Regions from separate parts of the Hordeum vulgare genome. Here region 2 is linked to region 1. Evidence: chromatin contacts called from public Hi-C data. All regions are on one chromosome and are shown on one strand. Each heading gives the region's core, a stretch centred on a gene start, on an enhancer-like site or on the middle of the called end of the contact. The rest is flanking DNA. Distances are from core to core; before and after follow the strand shown. Region 1 holds the start of LOC123447632. Region 2 holds the start of LOC123447636 (inositol-tetrakisphosphate 1-kinase 3-like).

Evidence for each region. Hi-C and Micro-C count contacts between places; a contact is called where the count stands out from the background.
Region 2: a Hi-C map of leaf shows a contact between it and region 1, with 3 times the contacts expected there. The contact joins the promoter of LOC123447636 here to the promoter of LOC123447632 in region 1. A contact is called at or near these places in 2 of 6 Hi-C or Micro-C datasets (both in leaf).

What each region holds. Positions count from the first base shown.
Region 1 is chr4H:23,280,337-23,285,519 of MorexV3_pseudomolecules_assembly, forward strand. LOC123447632 reads left to right here and starts at 3,256. Exons shown (of 1, transcript XM_045124238.1): 1 at 3,256-3,958. The coding sequence starts at 3,490. The coding sequence ends at 3,795. It overlaps LOC123447630 (FIP1[V]-like protein), which reads left to right. Exons shown (of 9, transcript XM_045124236.1): 9 at 1-1,079. The coding sequence ends at 224.
Region 2 is chr4H:23,750,652-23,755,834 of MorexV3_pseudomolecules_assembly, forward strand. It overlaps LOC123447636 (inositol-tetrakisphosphate 1-kinase 3-like), which reads left to right and starts at 2,306. Exons shown (of 10, transcript XM_045124243.1): 1 at 2,306-2,671; 2 at 4,371-4,452; 3 at 4,612-4,644; 4 at 4,808-4,928. The coding sequence starts at 2,484.

The DNA of each region.
Region 1 (5,183 bases), core at 2,006-4,505:
CGTCTGAGATGACGGCTGAAGAGCGCGACCGACATCTAGACACGGTTGAGAGGCTCAAGAGAAGAAGCGAACGTTTCAAACTGCCCATGCCTGGCGAGAAGGAGGCACCCCAGAACAAAAAGGTTGATGCTGAAGTGCAGACTCCCCAGAATGAATCACCTGCTGCCGACGTTGAAGTGAAGCCTGAGCGGCCAGCTCGCAAGAGGAGATGGACTGGGAGTTGATTGGAAATCGGAAACATATATCCTCATCTGAAGAAGTGTTGGCACAGCTCATGGAAGCTGGAAACATATCCTCATCTGAAGAAGTCGCGGCACAGCTGGGCTCGCGCAATGCTTTTCTCTGTTACAACCGAAAGTTGAACTGATGTATGATTTCTACTGTATGACTCAGATCTGTTACTGTAACCATACATACATGTTCATTTGTGACCGGGGACCTGGATACTGTATTTTTCTTTTTCGATTCCTTCCCTTATTTCCGGGGATCGGAATTGTGTGGCACTGGTGCCACCAGACTCAGGGTAGCTATGGGTTCTTTGTGGGAAACAGTCACCTGTTTCCATCTGCTACCTCGACAACAGCTCTCTGGGTTTCTAAAGGAGCTACACTTTTGAAGCTGGCCTAGGAATGCTGCAAGGCGCCTTCTTATGAGCCGCCATTGGCCTGAAAACACTGGATTTTGCATCACTCTTCTACTGGTGTTACTTGAAAGCTTTTGTGATTGCCCTGCGATCAAGAAGAGCTGGAGACCCGAGGAGTGCTATTGGAGTTATGACCTCTGCTGTGTATGTTTAATATTATTACGTGTATGTACATTATGATAAATCTCCTGGACTGGTGTGCATAGGATGCAACAAAGATAGCTTCTAGAGTAGAAGTCCATGTTGCAGTGAATGTCATGGACAATGCATGCGATATAATATATATACATGTAGACAGTCGTAGGTAAAAAAGGTGAATATGCTTGTTTACCTTCTTTTTATTTTTTAGCGATGTACATGTAACTAGGCCATCTGGAATTTTGCCTATGAACAAACTGACTTTAAGATGCCAGTCTTATCGACTGATTGAATTTTAGTTGGCACTTGAAGTTACATATCTGTTGGAAGGTGAAAATTTGTGTACTCGTTTCAAAAATAAATAAATGAATATCATACTGAAATCGAACTAGCGAAGTATGGCGAAATTTCTCCCTGTCGCGAGCTGATCCCAACAGCACAGCCATCCGTTTTGTATTAGCGGCACCGGCAGGCTCCCCGTCGGACCACAAGTAACTTGGCTACCTTCATTTTCGCTACCGTGGGAGGTCAGCATCGCCGTGCCCCTGGGGAGTCTCCACGCGCTTCACCCACCACAAATTATTTGGCTACCTTCATTTTCTACTCCTTCCCGTGTACTCCATCCGTCTGGATTCATTGGACTTCTTTAAATTTTAGGATGACTTATGTGTCTAACAAAATATGAGATACATGCTACAACAAGTATAGTATCGGACTTGTATTTGAAAGAGGTTTTGCATGGTATAACTTTTATGACATGTAATTTATATTTTTGATCAAACTTTGATACAAACAGAGAGAGGCTAGCGGCTAGCGGCGACTGCACACGGTGTCCAGGGACCCGATGGCATGAGGGTGGGTGTGGGGGCGCAAAATCCAATGGCACGAGCGGTGATGAGTTTTGTTTGAGGTGACAAGGGCGAGAGGCGGAGGCCGCAGGTGCGGGCTTCGTCCAAAACGAAAGAGAGGGACGAGAGAGAAAAATGAAATGTGGTTGTAGGTTGGGCCTAGATGGATTGGGTGAGATTTGGGCTAATGTGAAAGACGTGCCTGATGCACCCCATTTGAAGGGTGTCGAACATCCCAAAATTGTCTTTCTTTCTTAGAAGAATAACTTGTATCCACCCGCTTTAAATTATTAACATTGAGTTTGCTAATATAAGTATAACCAACTCTATCCGATCACGTCAATCCCAAAAGCCTCTTATCCATTCTCGTTCGCTCGAAGAGTGTCGGCTTGCAAAAACACTACGATTATTGATTTTAGGAACAAGTATGGGCTAGAACATTCGAGAGGGGTGCAACCGAACATATAAAGGGAGAGTCTTATCTAATGTTTTTTTTCCATCACTTATCGGTTAAAAGGGAAAATGATTGAAATCACCCAACCGATAAGAACGCCCGCGTCCGTCGGTTCCGTGGACATCAGATCAATTTTAATGAAATGGCTTGGAAGCAACCTATTACCTAGACTATTTTTGCAACTTAGTTGTTGTTGCAACCCCCACCAAAACAAGTGATGTTTTGCGGGATCTGAATCTGTATTCTCTCGTGCTCTTCCAAGGTCTCCGTCAAGCCGGCGCATTCATGAGTTGTTTCGACTGCCGCCATCGTTGCTCGACACCGGCAACACGCGGACAAGGCCGCCGACAAGCACGCCGATGAAGTCTTCTCTCACCGTGTTCGCCCGCGGCCAGTGGCCATGGCCGCTCGTGCACGCACACCAGAGCTATGCTCCGACCGCCGTTGTCTATCTATGCCGCTTCGGCCCCACGTTGCATCGCATCTACCACCACCACCGTCATCGCATACGCAACACCGGTCCTCCCTTCCCTAACAAGACCGAGCTTCTGCTCGAGGACATGACCGCAAGCAATGTAACATGATGACTTTCTACAACAATACATATGTAGCAAGAAAAAAAATTACAACAAGAAATCTGTTTCAGAAAAATAAATATAAAAAATATTCAGCAACAAAACTTTTATTGCAAGAAAAAAATACAACACAATATTTGTTATGAATATTTCTATAACAAAAGGATTCATGACTTGTATTGTAAAAATGACAACGACGCTTGACTTGAAGATAGCGTCGGATCGGACGGCTTGTAGACCGGATCCGCTGGCCTACGCATAGTAGCACGATCCGGCTAAAAAAGAAAAGAAAATAACTTGTCCTCACCTTCACCTGCTATTGCTAAAGAAAGAACGAAAGGAAGAAAAACCTTGTCCCCACCAACCGGACGATGGTGCGCGGTGAGACCCCCCCACCACGGGGCCGCGTGCCGCCGCCTCGTGCCGCCACCCTCTCCCGTCCGTCGCCCGTTGAACCCGAGCTCGTCACAAAACCGGGTGCGCGCGCGCCCCGTGCCCCGCCCGCTCCTCCCACGGGTTCGGCGCCGGGAGCCCACCGGATTCCGCCCGTACCACGAGCCCACCCAGCCGGACCTCCAGCCACGGCCCACCGGTTCCCATCCAAACCCCGGGCGCCACACCGACGTGGCCGGCCCGCCCTATCCGTAGAACCGCCACGTCACGCCCTTTCCGAGCGAACTCTTCTCCGTAGCCCCCGATAAATACCCCCCGCTGCCGCGAACTACTTACGTCCCAATCCAATCCAATCCAACCCGATCCCGATCTAATCCGGTCCAGGATCGATCGTCGTGTTCCTTCCTCGCGAAAAGCGTCGATCGGACCAGATACGCGATGGCCCCGAGCGCGTCGATGCTGTTCCTCAGCTACCACCAGCTCCACCACGGCCCCGCCGACGCGCCGCGCGACGTGGACGGCGGCGGCGGCGGCGGCGGCTTCAGGTTCGGCTTCGGCAACGTCTTCTTCTCCCTCGGCGTGCTGGCGCCGAAGCGGCGGGATGCGGCGGCGACGGAGGTGCAGGACGGGAAGCAGAGGCAGAGGGCGCGTCGGGCCGGCGGCGGGGAGGCGGAGGAGGAGCAGCCCGCGACGCTGGCGAGCAAGTTCGACGAGGCCGTGCGGCTCAGCTGCTGGTCGTCCTGAAGCTCGTTTTAGTTCTCGGGCACTGTCCTGCACTAGCTTTTCCCTTCTCTTGCCAACGTTGCTTATGTATGAATCGGCGAGCATGTGATGCGCCGATCGGCGACGACGCACGATGTGTAGATAAAATGTGTCTGCTGTGCATACGAATTTCCCTTCAGCTTTTCCTCTGTGGAATCCTGCGCACTGTTTCCTGACTTACCCGGATCTTGATATTCGCTTGTATGTGGCCGTCGTCGCGTCCTCTCGTTGCTAGCTTCTTAACTTAAGCGTCCTTTCAAAGTATTCCCTTCGTTTTAAAATAAATGTCGCTGTTTTAGTATTAAACCTATGTTAATTTAAGGGAAAAGATTATCTTTCATCGACCGATCCGTTGCGGTACTTAATTTTAGACAGAAAAAGTATAAATTTCCAAATTCGTACACAGAATCCCCTAATAAACCTTCGAAAGAAAAGGAAATACGTCTGAATTACCCGGCTCCCACACACAAAACGGTTCACAGTTTTGTTTTTGAGGGAGAATTAGCAAAAGGGCCCGTGCGTTGCAACGGGAAAAAAAAATACCACAAGTTTTTAATCTTTTTATAATCATTTTGATTTATTAAAATAATAAGCTAACTAATTAATGTTGTCAGTCCTATCATATTTTTTTGAGAAATCAACCCATCCATTGTTAACTCCAGCATGATGAGAAAATCGAGTGGGATAGGCAAAGCAAAACAAAGAGGTTACGTTGATTGATCAATGTACTGTTATCTTATTTCACTCATGGGATAAAGAATGTGGGATCAGATGACAAACTGAAGGTGGTGTTCCATTCTCTGTCTCTACAACAATACAGTCTTACATTCAATACATTAATTCATCGGCAAACAAATCCCCACAAAACAAAATTTCTTGCCGGTGCTTGGCACACTGTTGGAGGCATGGGGAGGGGATCTCATCAGATGATGAGTTTCTGCCGGAGGAGGCTATACGATGAGGGGAGCAAGGGTTAGGCGCCTCTATCTGGTCACAAGGAGTCGCTGTTGCCGCGCCATAACCTCGGAGTTCCCCGTGTGAGCCATGGAGGCCCGCCTCCACCTGCAAGTACTTCGCTCCGCCGCGCCGCCGCCGTTCTGCATCGAGCAGACGCATCATCCCAGTCACTGTAGCTGTCGCGTTGATTTGATCCAAAAGTTGTGCTCGAGCGCCGAAACGGGAACAGCAAGCGGGCAGAGGTATGGCCGCGGAGGCGGGTGGGTTGAGATCGACAACAGTGGTGGTTGAGGTCGGCCGCGACGGCGAGTGGTGTGGCAGCGGCCTGAGCACACGCCAGGGTGGACCACGGTCGACGCGATGCGCTTGAGCGCCGTAACAGGGGCAGTGGGCGGGGAGAGGTACGGCCGCGG
Region 2 (5,183 bases), core at 1,056-3,555, 470 kb after region 1:
TTGTATCTACAAGACGTCGGAAAGACATTCGGGATGCACACAACCAAACGAGTAGATAAATAGAAAGAAAAATAAATAAAGGTCTTGCCACAACGATAAACTCCTCTCAACATCATCACTTCTACCACCACCAAATACAACACCTGGAAAACATAAAAAGTCATCTCCAAGAAAGAAGCAGTGCACAAGCGTCGTCGTTGACCGATCCAAGATCTTAGATTTTCACCATGGAAAATGTCTGGGCTCTTAAAACAATTTCTTCAGCAAGGTAATCGCGAGCACAACCAATGAAGGCCAAACCTTTGGTTTTCATCGTGAAAGTCACGACTCGGTACAAGAGAAGTACCACGAAAAATGAAATCTTCCAGTGTTGCTGGCCCCACTTATCACTGCTGCTCGTGAGAATTATCTAACACCTGGCTGACTCCTTAGCCTCCAAGGCTCCATCCGTGTAACTGATCCTCCGATCACGACCATCATGACCTTCTTCACCGCCATCTTCATCATGGAAATCGAGAAACCGACATGTCTCAGGGTGTCATTAGCCAACAAAGCTTCACGCCACGTCCTCGAATCCTCGTAGGCTGATATGGACGCGCACGATCGAAAATCAACCGATCCAGATAAGAGAGCTTCCATGGACAACACAATTCAACATGAAAAAGGCTCAAAGTCATGCGATTATTTCCAAAAAGAGGAAAACAAAAGCCTATATAATTACAAATGGCTAAGTCCAAACACCATGCTACAAGTTTAATACGTTCCTTTTTTATTTATGTTGTCATATCCAATAGCTAGAAAATTATTTTCTTCACCCCCCCCCCCCAAAATATGTTTAGTTTGTTTTGTGCATAACACTAGGTAATTTAGCATTGTGCTTCGTTCGAGACAAGTTTTGCGTCGATGGCTAGTGTCGTGAAGATTCATAATCGATGAAGCCAATATAGACGTCTCTCTATTGATGCAAACGTCATCCTACACAGAAAGAATGCCCGCTTTAATGAGACACACAAAGTAGCAAACCAAGATTTTGATCCATGTCAGCCCATAGATATAACCACTCTCTTAAACCATCCAACTACTGGTTGTTTTTTCCATGAATTTCCATCTTGGACCAGCCACCTTCACTACATGAAGGCGATTGTAACATTTATACCCACATGACAAAGTCGTAGTGTAAATACAAATCTATCACTTACTTATAAAAACATGAGTTTGGTGAATCAAAATGACATCAACAATTCAATCACCTATATGCAACATCTCACACTCCAATGTTGAATTGATCAGATCAATAATAATACGAAAATAGCATTTAATGCATTGATTGAATTGCTATTGAAAACATTATTAATTGCATTAATTCCAATTAATCTTGGAAAACAACATTAGTTACAAAAATATTCTTCGTAATGGCATATGCTGTAATCGTTTATATCCCCTCAATCGTAACATGCCACAACCAATAGTCCGAATAAGAAGGGTGGCTGGAAGAGTTTTCCTACACCGATGCATATGATTATGGATATTATGGGTGGTAAACCCCCAAGATTCAGCAGCGCTGCCCGTTGAAGTCATCCAACCGACAATGCATGCAGAGGCATCACCGAGAGCTCGACTAGAGCAGTTACGGAGCAACATCGCCTCAACAACACGTATGTCGCGAGCCATGACCTTGCTCCACCGGGGAGTGAGACCGAAAGGCACACCACACCTTCTGTGTGGAGAAATGAGGGTGCCGTGGCAGGTATGCAGACGATCCAAAAGTCAAGTCCGCATAACCAAGCCATCACACACGACATAGCTCGGATTCTAGAATGGACAAACATTAGGCGACATCCGTGCAAAATGAATGAAGAGAGTCGCCGGAGTGGGCGATGACTAGGTAAAGCTCCTGGACATGCTATTAAATTGGACGCGCGTTTTGCACGGACAAGATTACTAGTAACATTATGTTACGTGTGCGGGACAAGACGCGTGAGCCATGGTCCCGGAAAGACGATAAGACAACACAACGTGAAGGTTTTATTTTACTCCTTTATCCCTGCATTTCGGTAAAATGCGGTTGCCTTGTATGTTTGTTGGTTAGTACTAGCTAAGTAGAGAGATACCTTAAGCATAAAGAAACCTAGAAAATATTCTACATAAAAAAAGATGAGAAAACAAAATGTGGAGAGAGAAAAAAGAAAAAGAAGAGGGCCAGGGGCAAAACAGTAATCCAGCGACACTTTGTTTCCATGTCCCAAAGGCGAAGTTGCTCCCATCCTCCACCTACAAATACGCACACGCCCCCCATCCGCACCCCCCCCTCTCTCTCTTCCTCCTCCTCCTCTCTCTCTCTCTTCCTCCACACGGCGCCCTCACCTCACGCGCACGCGCGCACACACGCACACCTGTCTCCGCCTCCGCTTGTTCCCGAGTGCGCTCGCCGCATTCCGATCTCGCCGCCGTCCCCGCGGCCAATCGGTTCGTCGAGGGGGGCGATGGTGTCGGGCGGGTGCGTGGGGACGGAAGGGGCCGCGGAGCCGGAGGACGCCGCGGCGGCGGCGGCGGCCGAGGGGCAGGCGATGGCGCCGGCGCCCGCGCGCGCCAGGGAGCTGGTGGTCGGGTACGCGCTCACGTCCAAGAAGGCCAAGAGCTTCCTCCAGCCCAAGCTCCGGGGCCTCGCCAGGTACCCACCACGTCCTCCTGTAGATTCGTCGGGTCGCGTTTGTTTCAAGCCTAGCCGCAGAAAGAAAATCTTTTTTTTCGAAATGCGCCGATTGCGTGGGAGATGATTTAATTTCGGGGCCTTAACATGTCCTGCATTGGAGGAAAAGCGCCTGGTGCGGCGGAGGCGGCCCTTGTTGTCTGTCCGTGTGAGGAACAGGAAAAAAATAATTCGTGTCCAGGTTTTTGTGCAATTTGATGAAAGATCAGTGGAAAAACATGATCCTTCTGGCCACTCCGTCAGCAAGAGGAGAACTTACTGAATGATACATACATCGTTTCCTAATGTTATTATGTTGTAATTAACGCCTCGTTCATTGACCTCTGCTCTTGACCGGAGAAGATTCTGGACTCACACACGGGGCCCCCTTCTTTAATCTGCTTAGGGAGAAATGGCTAGTGCTTATTGTTGTCCCACCCACTAATTGTTTGTCTGAGTTAAAGAGATCGCAAAGTTGTTGAGCACAAAAGGAAGGGGAATACTTTAGCTCTCTCTATACAGGATTAAAAGTGGGAAAACGTTTTTGTCAAGTTATAGTCAAAAAGGCGGCGAAAAGGGGTTCTTGATTGATACCCCCGATTGTGATATCCATTGGCGTATGATTTGTTTTGTTTACCTTTCACGGTATGCTTTCTAGATATTTGTTTGGGGTTTATTATGCCCAAGGAGGTTTTCTTTACACCTGTTTCAATAATTTTGGAACATCTATTTATTCAATCAAAGAACCGGGATCTCGGTTTTGTGGAATCATTGTCCGCACTGACTGAAATTAGTCTATTCAAGCATGTTCCTGTATTGCTGCTATTTCCTTTGGGATGGGACAGTGACATCGATGCACTCCCTGTCTTATGGTAGTATTATATTCGCTTCCAGTAGTGACCCTTTCTTAATTTATTCAATGAACCGTAAATAGTTAAATCCCTGAACTAATCCAGGAACCTGCCACTGAAATGCCCTGTTTTGACATTATTCAAGTAATTATGTGAAACCTTATTACAAAATGCTGGTGTTATTAACTGGTGTGACCAAGCGTGTATGGTAAGCAACTGCAGGGGTCCAAGTTGGCTAAAATACACCAGAGATCTAAAGTATGTCATCAGGTTCCATATTGCAGTTAAATGCTCAGTTTTTTACTTGACAGCTTGTGCCATCCTCACATCACTAGGACCAGAGCAGGATGTGGATTGCCGAATATGAAAATAGTATAGGTCCAGCATGATAACATTCTGATAATAGTTAAAGGATCCGCATGATTTAACATGTGCATTACCTTTTATCATGCAAATCAGCACATCACTAGTGCTCAGTGTGGACTAAAGAGTCATTCTAATATAATTATCATTAAATTTGGTTCATTTATCTTATATAATATTCAATATAATATAACCGGTAAACATTCATTTCAAGACAATTTACTGCTCATTTTCTGTTGTCTGGGCAGTGGGCACTTATTAACATACAAGAGATTGGAGACTTTAAATGTTTGCATTGTTTTAGTGAAAATACTTTTAAGTTGTAATTTTAGAATTTGGATTAATATGTTAAAGTTATGTGTTGGCTAGCCACCAATTGCTACCGTTGGGCAATTGGTGCTGCAGACTTACTTATTTGTTAGATCTTCCAGATTATTTGCTTCTCATCCTTACCAAATTTAATGCAGGAAGAAAGGCATTCAATTTGTTGCAATTGATCAAAAGCTTCCACTGTCAGATCAAGGCCCTTTTGATGTTATTCTGCATAAGGTAGCTATATGGAGTATATTTAACTCTTATTCATGTATTTTATGTCAAGGGAGTGTTGAATTTTTAGTGCTGTTCTCTGAGATTTCCTTTTTTTTTCTTCTTTGAAATATATATATTTTATTCATTGACAACAAAATGATGAAATTATGTTTTCTACAGTTGACTGGAAAGGAGTGGCAACGACGGTTGGAGGTCAGTAGCATACAATATGTTAAAACCACTGTTGAACTTCTCTTTGCGAGACATGTTCAATATCTTTGTAAGACATTTTCAATATGATTTTTTTAAATGTTCTGCACATTCTGTCTTTTTATTATTTTAAACTTCCGCTGAAGGTTTTGCATCATTTTGATAGGAATATAGGGAGACACACCCAGAAGTTACTGTTCTTGACCCACCAGGTGCCATAGAACATTTGCTGAACCGCCAATCTATGCTTCAAGAAGTTTCTAAACTGGACCTTGCGGATTGTCATGGTAATTTTATGAACTTTCTTCTAATTCATGTTTGGAAGTAACCCATCATCCTTACTAGGATTATACAGAAGTTCACTTGCCTTTTCTGGTTGAACAAAGTAAAGTTAGTTATATTTGGATTAATCTCGTATTAACATGTTGCAAATACTAGTTCAAGTAGTGATATGGATATGTTAAGGGTATATGATATGCTATTAAATGTAGTATTAGGCAATGTGTTCTACTCTACTGTACATTTGGCCGTCAAGAGCCCTT